Linked DNA regions of Gossypium hirsutum: region 2 is linked to region 1. A link is a contact called in public Hi-C data. All regions are on one chromosome and are shown on one strand. The core of a region is the stretch at or near the end of the contact, and the rest is flanking DNA. Distances in the headings are between cores, read along the strand shown.

Evidence for each region. Hi-C and Micro-C count contacts between places; a contact is called where the count stands out from the background.
Region 2: a contact with region 1 is called in a Hi-C map of leaf, with 2.5 times the contacts expected there. The contact joins the promoter of LOC107954926 here to the enhancer-like site in region 1. A contact is called at or near these places in 2 of 34 Hi-C or Micro-C datasets (both in leaf).

The regions. Positions count from the first base shown.
Region 1 is chrD07:30,208,625-30,215,588 of Gossypium_hirsutum_v2.1, reverse strand. No RefSeq gene overlaps it. Among protein-coding and RNA genes, the nearest start is that of LOC107954928, 7.0 kb to the right of the region's middle. Within about 2 kb of position 3,273, at least 8 of the 9 cell types and tissues checked have an H3K27ac peak or open chromatin away from gene starts, as enhancers often do. A contact at or near this core is called in leaf, where this site is marked.
Region 2 is chrD07:30,353,976-30,360,939 of Gossypium_hirsutum_v2.1, reverse strand. It overlaps LOC107954926 (probable pectate lyase 20), which reads left to right and starts at 4,485. Exons shown (of 6, transcript XM_016890620.2): 1 at 4,485-4,750; 2 at 4,904-4,957; 3 at 5,142-5,213; 4 at 6,463-6,964. The coding sequence starts at 4,644.

The sequences.
Region 1 (6,964 bases), core at 2,024-4,523:
AATAACAACATCAGTTTCATGAATTAGTATATTTCTCACATATAAGTATATCATTCTCTCATCAATCCCTTTTTCTTCATATTACATTTCAATTATGAACTTACCATTTCGTTACCTTTTCTACCTGTTTCATTTGCATAATACAAGACATAAGCATAATCATCAACCACATGATAACCCATTTCATTAGAAAATACATATTTTGATTCATACCACCCTTTCATGAACATAAGCATATTTCCATTTGGACACTTACTATTTCAATGCATAACTTTAAAATAAAACATTATACAATCCAACCAATAGCTTGGCACTAGCCTAAGCATCATCAACAATACATGTTAGTGCATCAATTTATAATTCATTTGAATTAACATAAGATAATTCATTAAACATGAACCACATCACTTGAAATCATCAATTTCATGAACATAGACATACTTTCATTGAACATTTCCTTTTTATTCTTTTTCATAGTTTTCATGACATAAGTCATTTGAATTCTCATCGTTCCTTTCCTTTTCATGCCCGTTGAACCACTTAGAATAATATCAGATATGCGGAAAGCTCACACAAAGTGTGCTAAACATCTTGTTGAAACCATTCTTTTCCTTTTCCTTTACATCGTTGCTCACACTAGCTGTGAAATAGGCCTACTCACACAAGCTGTGGGTCGAAATGTAAGCTACACAATACTGCTCACACGAGCTATGGAGTACCTGCAACAAATGCAGGACCTCAACCATCGGTAGGACATTCAAGACCAAAACTCGAAACATAGAAACCCTAATGACATGTCATTTGTATCCTATATATTCCTAATGTTCAAACGGGGATCAATAATCGTCAATTCGTCATAATATGGACATAATCATATATATATATTAATTCATTTACATTAGAACAACACATTAAATATTCAATTTAATAAACATTTAAGTGATTATAGTTCATACGAACTTACCTGGCTAAATTGCAGAAATGTCAAAGTACAAGAGCTATTTGATAATTTTCCCTTCTCTTCGATTTTTCACTCGTTCTTGATCTAAATTAATAATTTCATTCAATTCATTAATTTAGATAGTAAAAATAATTCATTTTATGCAATTTATTCATTTTTTACATTTTTACAAAATTTCCCGAATATTTTACTTTTATTCAATTTAGTCCCTAAGCCTAAAACATGCAAATTAACCATTTTTATTGAAAACCCATGCCAACTGGATGTTCATAGCTTCCATTACAACCCATATTTGCAAAAATTTCACATCAAGTTCTTGTATTTTTACTATTTCAATAATTTAATCCCTAATCGTTAAATTCACCCAAAATCACATAACAAAATACTTATAAATAATAACTAATACCTCAAATTCATAATTTAACATCTAAAATCACAAATATTTATCAATGGTAACATTCAAAATCTTTAATAGTTAAAAAAATGAAGGTACGGGCTAGTTGGACCTAGTTGCAACAATCTCAAAACATAAAAATTATTAAAAACGGGGCTAAAACGACATACCATGCTAGCATTTGAACTTTCCAAAACCTCCAAGCTTAAAAAAGGCTTCTTCCCCCCTTTTACAATTCGATGATGAAGGCTTTGAGAAGATGATAAAAACTTTTGTTTAATTTAATTTAATTTAATTTATCAAATTACCATTTTAATTTTGGTTAATAATTAAATAAAACACAAAATCCATGTCTATATTTGTCCACTAACTCCTTAAATGTTTTAATTACCATTTAAGTCCGTTTACCTTTATTCATTAAGCCATTTAATCACTCAAATCTAATAGTAATCAAATTTTACATCCTTTATGATTTAGTCCTTTTTAATTAATTAACTATCTAAACGTTAAATTTTTTTAGCGAAGCTTTAATACAACCTTAATAACACTTCGTAAATATTTATAAAAATATTTATGGTTCAATTTATAGAAACGAAGTCCTGATACCTCATTTTCTAAAACTACTTGACTTTAAGGTCTTACCACTTGAACTTAATTAATTGTTTATATAGCATAAATTATCATATCAAAAACCTTTATAAAACCATATTTGACATGTAAATATTAAATAATAATATTTACAAACTTACTCGTCGGATTTGTGGCTTAAAAACCACTGTTTCCAACACCACTGAAAAACGGGTTGTTATAAATTTAGTTAATATTTAATTAATAAAAATAATCATTTAAGAAATTTTACTTTAGTAGGGACTTTAATTTAATAGTAATAAAAATAATTAATATTTTATTTCAATAAAAATTAATAATTAATTTTAAAATTTTCAAAGAGAAAATATGCTTTTATTTTTTATTAATATTTTACCTTAATAAAAAAATACTTTCAATTCAATGTAAATAAATATATATATCATAATTGACAGAAAAATTAGTTATGTTTAAATTAATAAAAATAATCAGTTAAGTAATTTCATTGTAATAAGGACTTTAATGTTAATGTTAATGTTAATGGTGATGGTAATATATTTTATTAATATTTTAAACTATTAGAAATTTCACTTTAATAATAACTTTAATTTTGATGCTAATAAATTTATTGATACTTTATTCTTACATACCTAGAGCTTAAAAGATAAATCAAAATAATCTAGAGTTTAATTTTTTTTCTTACATTTTCTTGTAGGCATTTGTGAGCTTTTATTGTATTCATTTAGCTCAAGTCTCCTTCTTTGTATTTGTGCTTAATTGGAAAATATCCTGATCTTCTAAGTTTGTTTGCTTATTTATTTCTCTTTGAGAAAGGGTTCATTCTTAAGGTTTGGGTAGAAACTTTAAGAGAGTTGTATCTTAAGATTTTGGGGTATAAGTCTTAAGAGAGATTGTAAGATTAAACATTATCCTCAAAGGTTGTCAAATTAGTGAACTTAGTTGTGGAAAGCTAAGGTAGTGAAGTAGGCAATTGGGGCCAAATCACTATAAATTCTTGTGTTCTTTGTTGCAACATTTTTATTGCTTCTACCACAACTTCTCAAAGGCCGATTCAACCTCCCTGTCGTCGATGACGAGTTAATCCTTCCTAGCTAACAAACTTAGTTTGAATATTGGGGACTAATTTTTCTAAGCATACGTTGAAATTGACGAACGGACAACAGACCCCCAACCTATGGACTTTCTAGCTTAAGATTTTTATTAAGCTTGGCGACCTTGCACTGCAAAGTCTATTGTTATAACATGGTAGGTAGAGGTTTGCCCCAAATTAGCGTTGGACGAATCAATCTGGTCTAAAACACTTGGCACCATAGTTGACATATTGGGTTGCTTCTTACCATTTGTTGGGTCAATTTAGAGATCTTTCACATCACTGTCCATACCATTAGGTCCACTCACTGAATTTAGTTCAGTCTATTTCCCTCGTGATCCACGAACTGAATTGATCCCTAAATTTTATTTTACATCTTGGAAAAAATTGAATTAAGATAATTCCTATCATTACTCCCAATATCCCTCCTTATCTCCTCAAATTTAACAAAATTCAAATTGTTTTCCTCCCTTAGCCAAACACTTGTGGGTGGGGTAGCTTGCTAGGGAGCTACACATCCCAACCAAAACTAACCTTCTACTTTCCAATTGTAATCTTATGAGGGTAAAAGTTTTCACCGTGGCCAAGACGACCACACATGAAGCAAAATAATGGCGGTTTTTCATTAAAAAAACTTGACGTAAACAAAACTACCCTTAGAGAAGGAAATCTTTCTTTTTCTCTTCAAAGGATTACGAATATCGATTCATACCCTTATGCACATAAAAATTTGAAATCCCGACTTAGCGATTTCACATTGTATTCAAGAAATAGACCAATAAAATTACTGATTTGCTTTGCCATTGCTTTCGACATTAACCCGCTTGGGAGATCATGTATCTAAACTTAGAAATCAGTAAAATACAGAGGAACTTGCAAAGGGTTCTCATCATTATCAATCTGGTAGAAAACCAAAAGATGATTATTGAAAGTCCACGATGCCCTATCCACTATCTGATCAATGTTAATACCATAAAGGAATTTAAATAGATATCGTTTCTCCCCTAAATTTGAGATAGACACACACACCCCCAATGGATGCCAAAGGTTCACAACCATATAATGCATCGTTTGAAATTGGACTACACCAGAGGTTAGAAAACACCCAACAAGGCAAAACCCATCATTGGGACCATATTCCCTTTCCTCGACGTTCACTTCCCAGGCCTCCTCCCCATCATCAATCTGCAAGTTAGCCATTCGGTCTTCATGGTGAGCGATGTACACTGCACCCTAGATTAGAAACCAATAAACCCAAACACCAATTGATCCAGAGCACAAACAAGAAAATGACAAAGAAAAGTTAACAAGAATTCTGAAGAAGACAGATTGAAAAACTAGAAGGAACCAAAAAGAAAGCTGAAAAGAAACAGTAAGAAAAATACTTGCCAAAAGAGCAAACTAACTAAAAAAATACAATTTATTAATATTTTATTTTAATAAAAAAATTCAATTCAATTTAATTATAAGAAATTAACATAAAAATTTAGTTAATATTTAATTAATAAAAATGATCATTTAAGGAGATTTACTTTAATAGTGACTTTAATTAAATAGTAATAAAAACAATTAATGTTTTATTTCAATAAAAAATAATAATTAATTTTAAAATTTTTGAAGAGAAAATATGCTTTTATTTTTTCTTAGTATTTTACCTTAACAAAAAATACTTTCAATTCAATGTAAATAAATATATATATATAATAATAAGAGTGAAACCCTAGTAGCCAAGAGTGCTCTCCTTGGTATCCTAGCGAAAACAGTGGCTGCTGCAGTTTGGGATGACGGAAAGTGGTGGCAACGACGGGTTTGGGGGAGACAAGGTCTCCCTATTGGCAGAGGAACTTATTCAACTATCGGTCAAAAGCTCGATGGTGGAACCAAACGACAAGCCAACTCTAATCTACACTATTTGGACAGAGAAATCCTACAATCCGGACAGCTTCAAGGCACAGATGAAGAGTATTTGGAAAACAAAGAAAAAGTTTGAGATCTAATTGGTAGGGCAAAACCTTTTTTTGATTATGTTTGAGTTTGAGGAAGATTTAGAAACTGTTATGGAAGGTCAGCCATGGTTGTTCAGGAAGAACTTAGTTATCTTTGATCGATTGACTAAACCGATGGAAAGAAATCAAATCAGGCTTGTTTCATCCCCGTTTTGGATCAAGATTGGGTTGTGCTTACCAGAATTTGATAAAAAAAAAAGATCTCTTGCATGCTATAGGGGTTACTTTTGGAGGCATTCTCAGATCTGAAGTTAATGGTGAGTTTTGTCGCATTAGAATTAAATTAGATGTACAAAAACCCCTTCGTATGGGTATATTTGTCTCAATAGATAATGGAAATAGATTTTGAATTTCTTTCAAGTATGAGAAATTATCGACATTTTGTTTTGGTTGTGGAAGAACGGGGCATGGTCTCCAAGAATATACAGTAATAAAACCTGCAGAAGAAAACAAAATTAGAGAATATTCACCTTTCTCTTTGGCTTTAAAAGCAGAATTAAATTTGCTTGGAAGGGAGAGTTTAAAGTTTAATGCTCTATCAAAAAAGCTGCAACCACAGTGTTCGTATATAGGAAGTATCAAGGAGAATCAGGAAACGCACTCACACAGTGGAAAAAGAAGTGATATGACTCAAGAAGTACAAGATGATTCTCGGTTGACAGTAGCAGAAAAAGTGATAAAGATGCAAAAGGAAGGGGAAATCGTTAGAAAAAAGACAAGGAGGAATAATACAGATGAAGATATGCTGAAACCAATCAGGAAATCTAGTTGGAAAATAATTGAATCAACGAAAGTGATGAAATATTATGGTGCAGAAAGCAAACTGAAGAAAAGAAAATTGGCAGAGATTGAAGATGATGATTACGGTATAGAAGAGATCCAGGAAGATGCAGCAAAAAGGATGAGACATGATGGACAAGATTTAATAAGTAAGGCTGGAACAAATTTGTCGGTAGAAAACCCCAACCAAAATAGATCGGTGGCTGCCAAGAGGCAAGCCAACCGGACGCAATGAAAATTATATGTTAGAACGTCCGTAGAATGGAGAATCCACGGCCAGAGCGAAGGCTTCGATTTTTACTGAAGCAATATAACCCCCAAATGGTCTTCTTCATGAAGACTAAAGTTAATAAAAGACATATGGAAAAAGTAGGAGGAGGTGTAGTTTTATGAATGGGTTTGATGTAGGAGCAGAAGGTATGCGTGGTGGGATCTATCTGGCATGGAAAGAAGAAATCTAGGCTCGTCTAAAAACTTTCTTAACGAGTTATATTGATGTGTTGATCAAAGAAGAAGGTGTTAGTAAAGAATGGAGATTCACAGGGTTTTATGGGTCACCTTATATACACAATAAAAATGCCTCATGGAATTTACTAAGAACTTTGGGCCAGGAACAAGATCATCCTTGGCTAGTGAGTGGGAATTTTAATGAAATAATATATTCTTTTAAAAAAGGGGAGGCCAGCTGAGGGAGGAGAAATGAATGGCAGCATTCTGTGAGGTTTTAGAAGAATGCCAACTCATAGATGTGGGCTATATGGGAGTATGGTATACATGGGAAAGAGGGAATCTACCGGAAACAAATATTAGAGAAAGACTGGATAGGGGTGTTGCAAATGAAAAATGGATGAAGCTCTTTCTAAGAGGCAATATACACCATTTAATGTCTTCACTTTCAAATCATTGCCTCCTTTTTATCAGCACAACTAATGGAAACAATTTCAAGGGGACCCTAAGATTTAAATTTGAGGCATGGTGGACCATGTAGGAATCGATTGAATAGGAGATTAAAAAATATATGAGTCATCAAACGAATATATTTTTGAAAAAAATGAAAGACTATAAATCGGTTTGACAAGATGGGAAAAATCAATAAAGAAGGTACAAGAAGGATTGAAGTACAAGCT
Region 2 (6,964 bases), core at 3,236-5,735, 140 kb before region 1:
TTTTTGGAAAATGACTTACACTTTTCAAAAGGGTAAGTCATTTTATAGGAAAAATAGTTTATTTTACCTTGACCTAGAAGTCATTTTCCATTAACCAAACTATATTCCGTGAAACAAACACAGGAAAATGCAGAAAGCATTTTCCGTAAAACTTTTTTCCGTAAAACCTTTTACATGTAAACAAACGTACCCTAAAAGATAGATTGCATTTTGGCTTTAATATTAAAAAAATTGGTAAATTAATATTTGTATTAGATCAAAGAGCAAATTGATCATTCTATTAAAAATTTCATCCATTTTTAATATTAATAATTGGTCCCTATATGTCAACATGAGATACACATGGCATGCTATGTGTTACTATCTAATTATTTTGTCAGCCACACAAGTATTTAAAGGCACAAAAGGTTAAAATTTTTAAACGAAAAAATTAAATTGTTCTTTGATCTAATATACAAAAATTAATTTGCCCATTTTGTAGATAGGAAAAGCAAGGGCTTCGGTAGTACTTTTTATCATAGTTAGGCTAATAACATAAAACTTGAGGGTTTACACCAACATTTTATCATCAATCCACCATTGGAGTTGGCAAAAGATTAAAGGGTTCCTAAAGATAAAGACTGGTGTTAGGTGGGCAGCAAGCTTTGGGTTGGAGATAACGCGTGGAGCTATCCCTCTTCAACTCTTCTTCTTCTTCTTTTTCTTAACAGCCGAAATGATTTACTAAAGAGCTTTTGTTTGTTCTACCAAGTTTGAAAATATTAAAGCATAAACTCATTTACCTTTGTTCCATGGTCAATTCCAAGAAGATTATGATGGTTGGCTAAAATTCAATAGAATATATCCTTAAAGTGATTGACTTTTTTTTGGACATATATCTGTTTGATTCCTTTGAAAAGGATGGACAAAGTGGAACCACACCGTTGGGAAAAAATGAACCAACTTTGTAAAATCTTAGTCTAAATGCCGCATGAAAGCAACAAGACATTTAACAGGTTAACAATAAATTAACAATGTTATAACAATTGGACCAATTCGGTAATGAACTTTTAGTTAAATCAATTAAATCATCAGTTTAACAATAATTAAATAAAAAATTATAAAAGATTGAATTAATCAAACTGTTGATTTTTATTGATTTACAATATTTTATTTAATTTTTTTATTATATACCACCAATGGAAGCATTTATTGTGGAAAGCCTTAATTAATAAATGGGTTTTGGTTAAATTCTTTGATATGAAATGTGAAGTTTCCTTTTTGTTTCTCAAATCGCAGCGAACAAACCAACATGATGCCGATCTTCCACTAGCAATACAACGTGTGTAAAAAAAAAAAAAACAGTTAGGCTCCAATTAGCCAAACTTTCTGTAATCAAAATAGACTGTGAACATTAATTGAAATATAAATCTTTATTGTAACATTAAAAGAAGAAGGTTTTATTAGGTTGTCAAACTCTGGGCCAACAAAAAGCGAAGATTTGGTCAAAGTGGTAATTTAGGTAGCATTCTAGAGACTCTTGATTTCTAAATTCATGCAGGGAATTAAGCATAAAGGGAAACCAAGTGCAGCCAAGACAGGCCTTGATTGACGGTGCTGGAATTTGGTCGGAACCCTAAATTTATTAAAAAAACACCAACAGACATGGCAATTTGGCATATATTTGAATTTGACTACATATGTATAATTTTGGATTAATCAAGGAATAGATCATTGTTGTTTGACTTATTCATGGTTTAGGTTGGGACTCGCTGTTGCGCGTGGCTTCTTCTTTTTTTTTTTTACAAATTCATTTTTTCACTATTTATTTAATATTAAAAGTATAAACAATTTTATTAATAATTGGCATAATAATAAAAAAGTAAAGAGAAACCAATGTATAATTCTAATTAACATATTTTCCAACATTCAAGTAGTTTAATTTGAATTTATGTAGTTTGTTTTTTAACAAATGAATTCATGTATATGACCAAAGAAAATGAATTCATGCATATGACCCTCCCCCCTAAAAAAAGAAAAGAAAAGAAAGAAGAATTCATGTACTTTATAGATTCATGTCAAAATGAGGAAGGTGTTTAGCCTAAACTTTGGCAACTCCCACCACCAAGTTTTCAAATCAAGTCTGCGTTGAAAAAGAGATAGGTTGATGTAATGGGTTTAAATCTTTTCAACTTCCTACATATTTCTCTCATGAATCATCCTCTTTTAGGATAAAATAACACAACATTTCATTCATCTTAAAGATTAATCATGTCAACCTCTTTCTATGCCTCAAAATATGCAACCTTTGTAGCCTTTAATTTTGATTCTCATATATATATATTTGTGATTTAAGGGGCTTTGAAGTTTGACATTTTTTTTTAATTTGTTTTCTTTTGTCGGCTACAAACCACTATTACAAGAAAATATGATTCATAACTCATTCATCTTTGTTTTTTTCTAAGTAAATGCAATTATATATAAATGCGCATAAAAATATAAACTAATTGGATATAATAAAATTAAGCTGCTTGGAAAATATTGGTAAAAATGCCATGGAGGTCCTTGTACTAAGTATAAGATTGCATTTTGCTCTCTCTACTAAAAAGAAATAGAAAATTAATCATTGTATATTAGACCAAAGAGCAAACTGATCCACTTTGTTAAAAAGTCCATTAATCTCTGCTGATAAAAACTAGAGTGGTTGACAGAATAACCAAATAAACACGATGAATGCCACATGTACCTGATGCTGACGTAGATAGACTAATTTTTAACAATAGAAATAGATAATATTTTTAATAGAAGGACCACTTTACTCGTTGATTTAATGTATAGAGACTAATGTACTCATTTTTTGAGTAGAAGAAGCAAAATGTAATTTAACATCTAATACAGGAGGCCTCCATGGTACTTTTAATGAAAGTATATTGGTTCATGATACAAGCCATATGTTGTGGGTTGATTGGAATGACATGTTCTCTTCTTTTAATTGAACAACTAAGATAACATGTACACTTATTTGCATCATCATGTGCTTCTTTCTTTGGCATTTCTAAGATGACCTTCCTTCTTTGACATTTAACTTTTGCCTCTTAATTTTAAGTCTGCACAAACAATATAGTGTTTATAATAAGATGTAAATGTTGAACCATTGGCGCTCATCTGGGGGGAAAGACAAGCCAACCCGTACAAGTTTAACCCATGTTCAATTTTGTACACATTGGAAGGTATCCACAAGTACTTATATTTACATTTAACATATTTGGAATTAAATGGAAGAGATGATGTAGTTGAAAGGAAAAAAGGAATACAAATATGAAATCATAAATATTGATTCCAAATGTTAGGCCCATTATTTAGTTATTGTATTATGATTATTCTTAATATTTGTTCACTGTAAAATAATAAGTCATGTAAGGCTTTCATGTCCACGTTGTGGGTACGAGTCGCAGCAATTATCTGCTAAAATTATGTGCCTAGTTCTGATTTGCTCACATTAATAGTGTGTGAGTTATTTTAATATCAACATTATCGTTGATATGAATTTGAGCTCCATTTAATCATTAAATTCTTTTTGGGAATAACAAAAGAAAATGGTATGGCATAAAAATTTAAAGTAAAAGAGTAATCTTTTTTAAAATTATATAATATTTAATATGTCAAATTTTAGATGACAGTTGAAATAAGTTTGAAGTATTTGTAATTTTTGTTTTTATTTCCAAAAAAATTATTTCTCATTTTTTTAGACTTTAAAATCATTGTTAATTCCATTAAATTTTTTCTCTTTAACTTCTTTCTTGTTATATTTTGAAATAAAAAAATTATATTACATCTAAATTTAAATTTAATAATATTAATTTTTGAATTGAAAAAGTAAATGACGTAACAGATTAAATTTCAAATGTAGTGATTTAAATAATATTTTAACTTACTTTGAATATTACATATAAAATCGTACAGAGTATTGAAGCTAAAACATCTTAGGGAGTTCTTACTAAACACTTACAAAAGAAAATTAAAATTGTATCCGTACGGGATTAAAGGACAGCGGTCGATTCATCCCTAATTAATAATTAAATCCTAAGAAAGCCTACAATTCGTACATTTACCTGATATTTAGTTATACTTCCACGTCGCCCATGTGACCACGTGGCTCAATCGTAAAGCGAATAATTCTCCACCGTCATCAACCAAAACAGTGAAAATTTAAGAAAGCTGGCGTGGAAGAAATAGAGCAAGTGCACAAGTGTCAGAAGGAAAAATGGCCAGGCACGTGACCTACCGACACATCGACACGTTGTAGCTTTAAATTTCTTTTCAGTTAGCGACGGTTAATTGAGGCAAGTGGGAAGGCCCTGGTTAGAAACTAATTAAATGAATGAAGAAAAACAGAGAGGTTAATTTGGCACTATAAAAATTAAAAAAAAAAAAGAGTTTAATTTGACTTCACGGAGTTAGCCGATGACGAAGATCCAATCTAACTTTGTTTTATTTATTTATTTTATTTGTCGTTGTTTCTCCCTATATAAACACTGCGTTATCTGTGTTTTTTTCATTCACTCCATCATTCTTTTTCTTTCTTTCTTTCTCATCTTCATTCCCCTTCATTTTCATATAATCCAAACAGCAAAAGTTGAACACACACAGAGAAATTGTCAGAGATGGGGATTTCTAACAGATTGCTCTCTTCGTTAGCTTTGCTAGTAACGTTTATTTTGTTTTTCGTTTGTGTCAAGGCCTCAGCAGAGAAAACAGAGCTGAATTCAAGGTACATTTTCCCGGGAAACAATCAGCTCGTCTTCCAGTGCTCTCTCCCTCTGTTTCATTTAGCTTCTCCAGTCAAGGAAAACATTAAACGTACTTTTTCTCAATGCAACTGGTTTTTGTTTTCTTCTGATTTTCGTGGTGCTTGTAATGGCAGGTTCAGTGAAGAAAACAAGTTGCAGGGCTTGAAAAACTCATCAATGGAAGAGGGGTGAGTTAGATTGGATCAACTAACTCCTACTAGCCTCTTTTGGCTCTGAAAAACAAATACTAAAAGGCCCTTTTGATTTTATTATTATTATTATTTTTGCATTGCATGCATTACTTGGTTTTTGCTTTTCACAGTTTCGTTTTAATGCTTTTTGGGGTTGACAGAGTTTTTTTTATTGGAACAGGTTGGAGGATGAGCAATGGATAAATGAGCACTCAGTCGACAATCCAGAGGAAATTGCTTCAATGGTGGATATGTGAGTTTCCCCGCATATATTTCTAACTTAACTTTCATTCTAGCTTTGCATTAAGATCAACAAATTCATGAATATTTTTATTTCATTCCTAAGAAAATAATCTATAGCATAAACATTGCATTAAATGTTTGAAATATGAGAAGAGGATTGATTGATTCACATGGATCCCCTCACACTTGCCCTAATATGCGTTGTGTCTGACAGGTCTTTTTCCCACTGTCTGTTGTTTCTCTTTCTTAAATGAGTAGTCAAAAATGTGTTTCATCTAATAGAATTCAGTCAAAACTAAGTAAAGGATGGGTTGAATCTTCACACTTACACGTCCATATCTAATTTTTGTTTTAAGTTGCTGTCAATGAAACTTGAAGTGCTAACCACTAATTTCAACCTTACTGTGAATTTTAGTTTCTCTTGCATTTTATCATTCTCCAAGGTCAAATCTTCAGTTCACACCTATTTCATGTTGGATTTTCCCTATCTTTCATTAAAAAGAAAAAGGGACCTTAAAGGGAAAAAACGAAATTAATAATGCAGGGAGCAACCTAATAATTAATTGACAGTTTGTCTTTTGCTCCACAGAATTTACTTTATAACTTAAACAGTGGTAGTAAGTAGCACTATGAATTCCATGCAGTAAAAAGGCATAAAATCTATAATTGTTAAAATGATTCCTTTTAGTATAATTTTAATAAAAAGTTTTTATAATAATTGTTAAAATTTTATCTTAGAAAAATAATTACATGAAGTAAACTTTATATATATGGTGAAGGCAGACAAAGAAATTTGTAAAGACAGATCTGTCTTAATTTTGATGCATGGTAAATAAAAACATGGGGAATCAAGTTCCACACAGACGTATCTGCATATAACTGACAAAACTAGTTGAATTCATGGACACCGCCACCATCGTATTTAATTTTAATGTTTTTAATTGCCTTTATTGTTTTTTTCGCACCGACGGAAAACATAGAAACAGGAGCAGGCAGGAACTGGTTTCCTCCTTATCATTTACTACTATTTTCCTTAAGTAGCAAAATCTAGTCTAGAAAATACTATTATATCGAATTTTCCGTATGGACCGTATGTACATCTCCCACGAAATGTCACATGGCCAACTCAACTCAACAGATTCATTCACATTATTTTGTCCATCATCATTTAATCCTATTCCAATTTCCACATGCTTAATTAACTCACTTCATTTAATTAATCTAGCAACATATATGATGATGTTATGGTAATCGTGCAGGAGCATAAGAAATAGCACAGAGAGGAGGAAATTGGGATATTTCTCATGTGGAACAGGGAATCCGGTTGATGATTGCTGGCGATGTGATCGGCATTGGTATCTCAGGCGAAAGAACCTTGCCAACTGTGGCATTGGCTTTGGACGCAACGCCATTGGTGGTCGTGATGGGAGGTACTATGTGGTGACTGACCCTAGGGATGACGACCCTGTGAACCCCAAACCAGGCACCCTCCGCCATGCTGTTATCCAGGACCGCCCACTTTGGATCGTGTTCAAGCGTGACATGGTGATCAGGTTGAAGCAGGAGCTTATAATGAACAGTTTTAAGACCATCGATGGTCGTGGTGCCAATGTGCATATCGCTAATGGGGCCTGCATCACCATCCAGTATGTCACTAATATTATCATCCATGGAATCCACATTCATGATTGTAAGCCCACCGGCAACGCCATGGTTCGAAGCTCCCCATCTCATTACGGGTGGAGGACCATGGCTGATGGG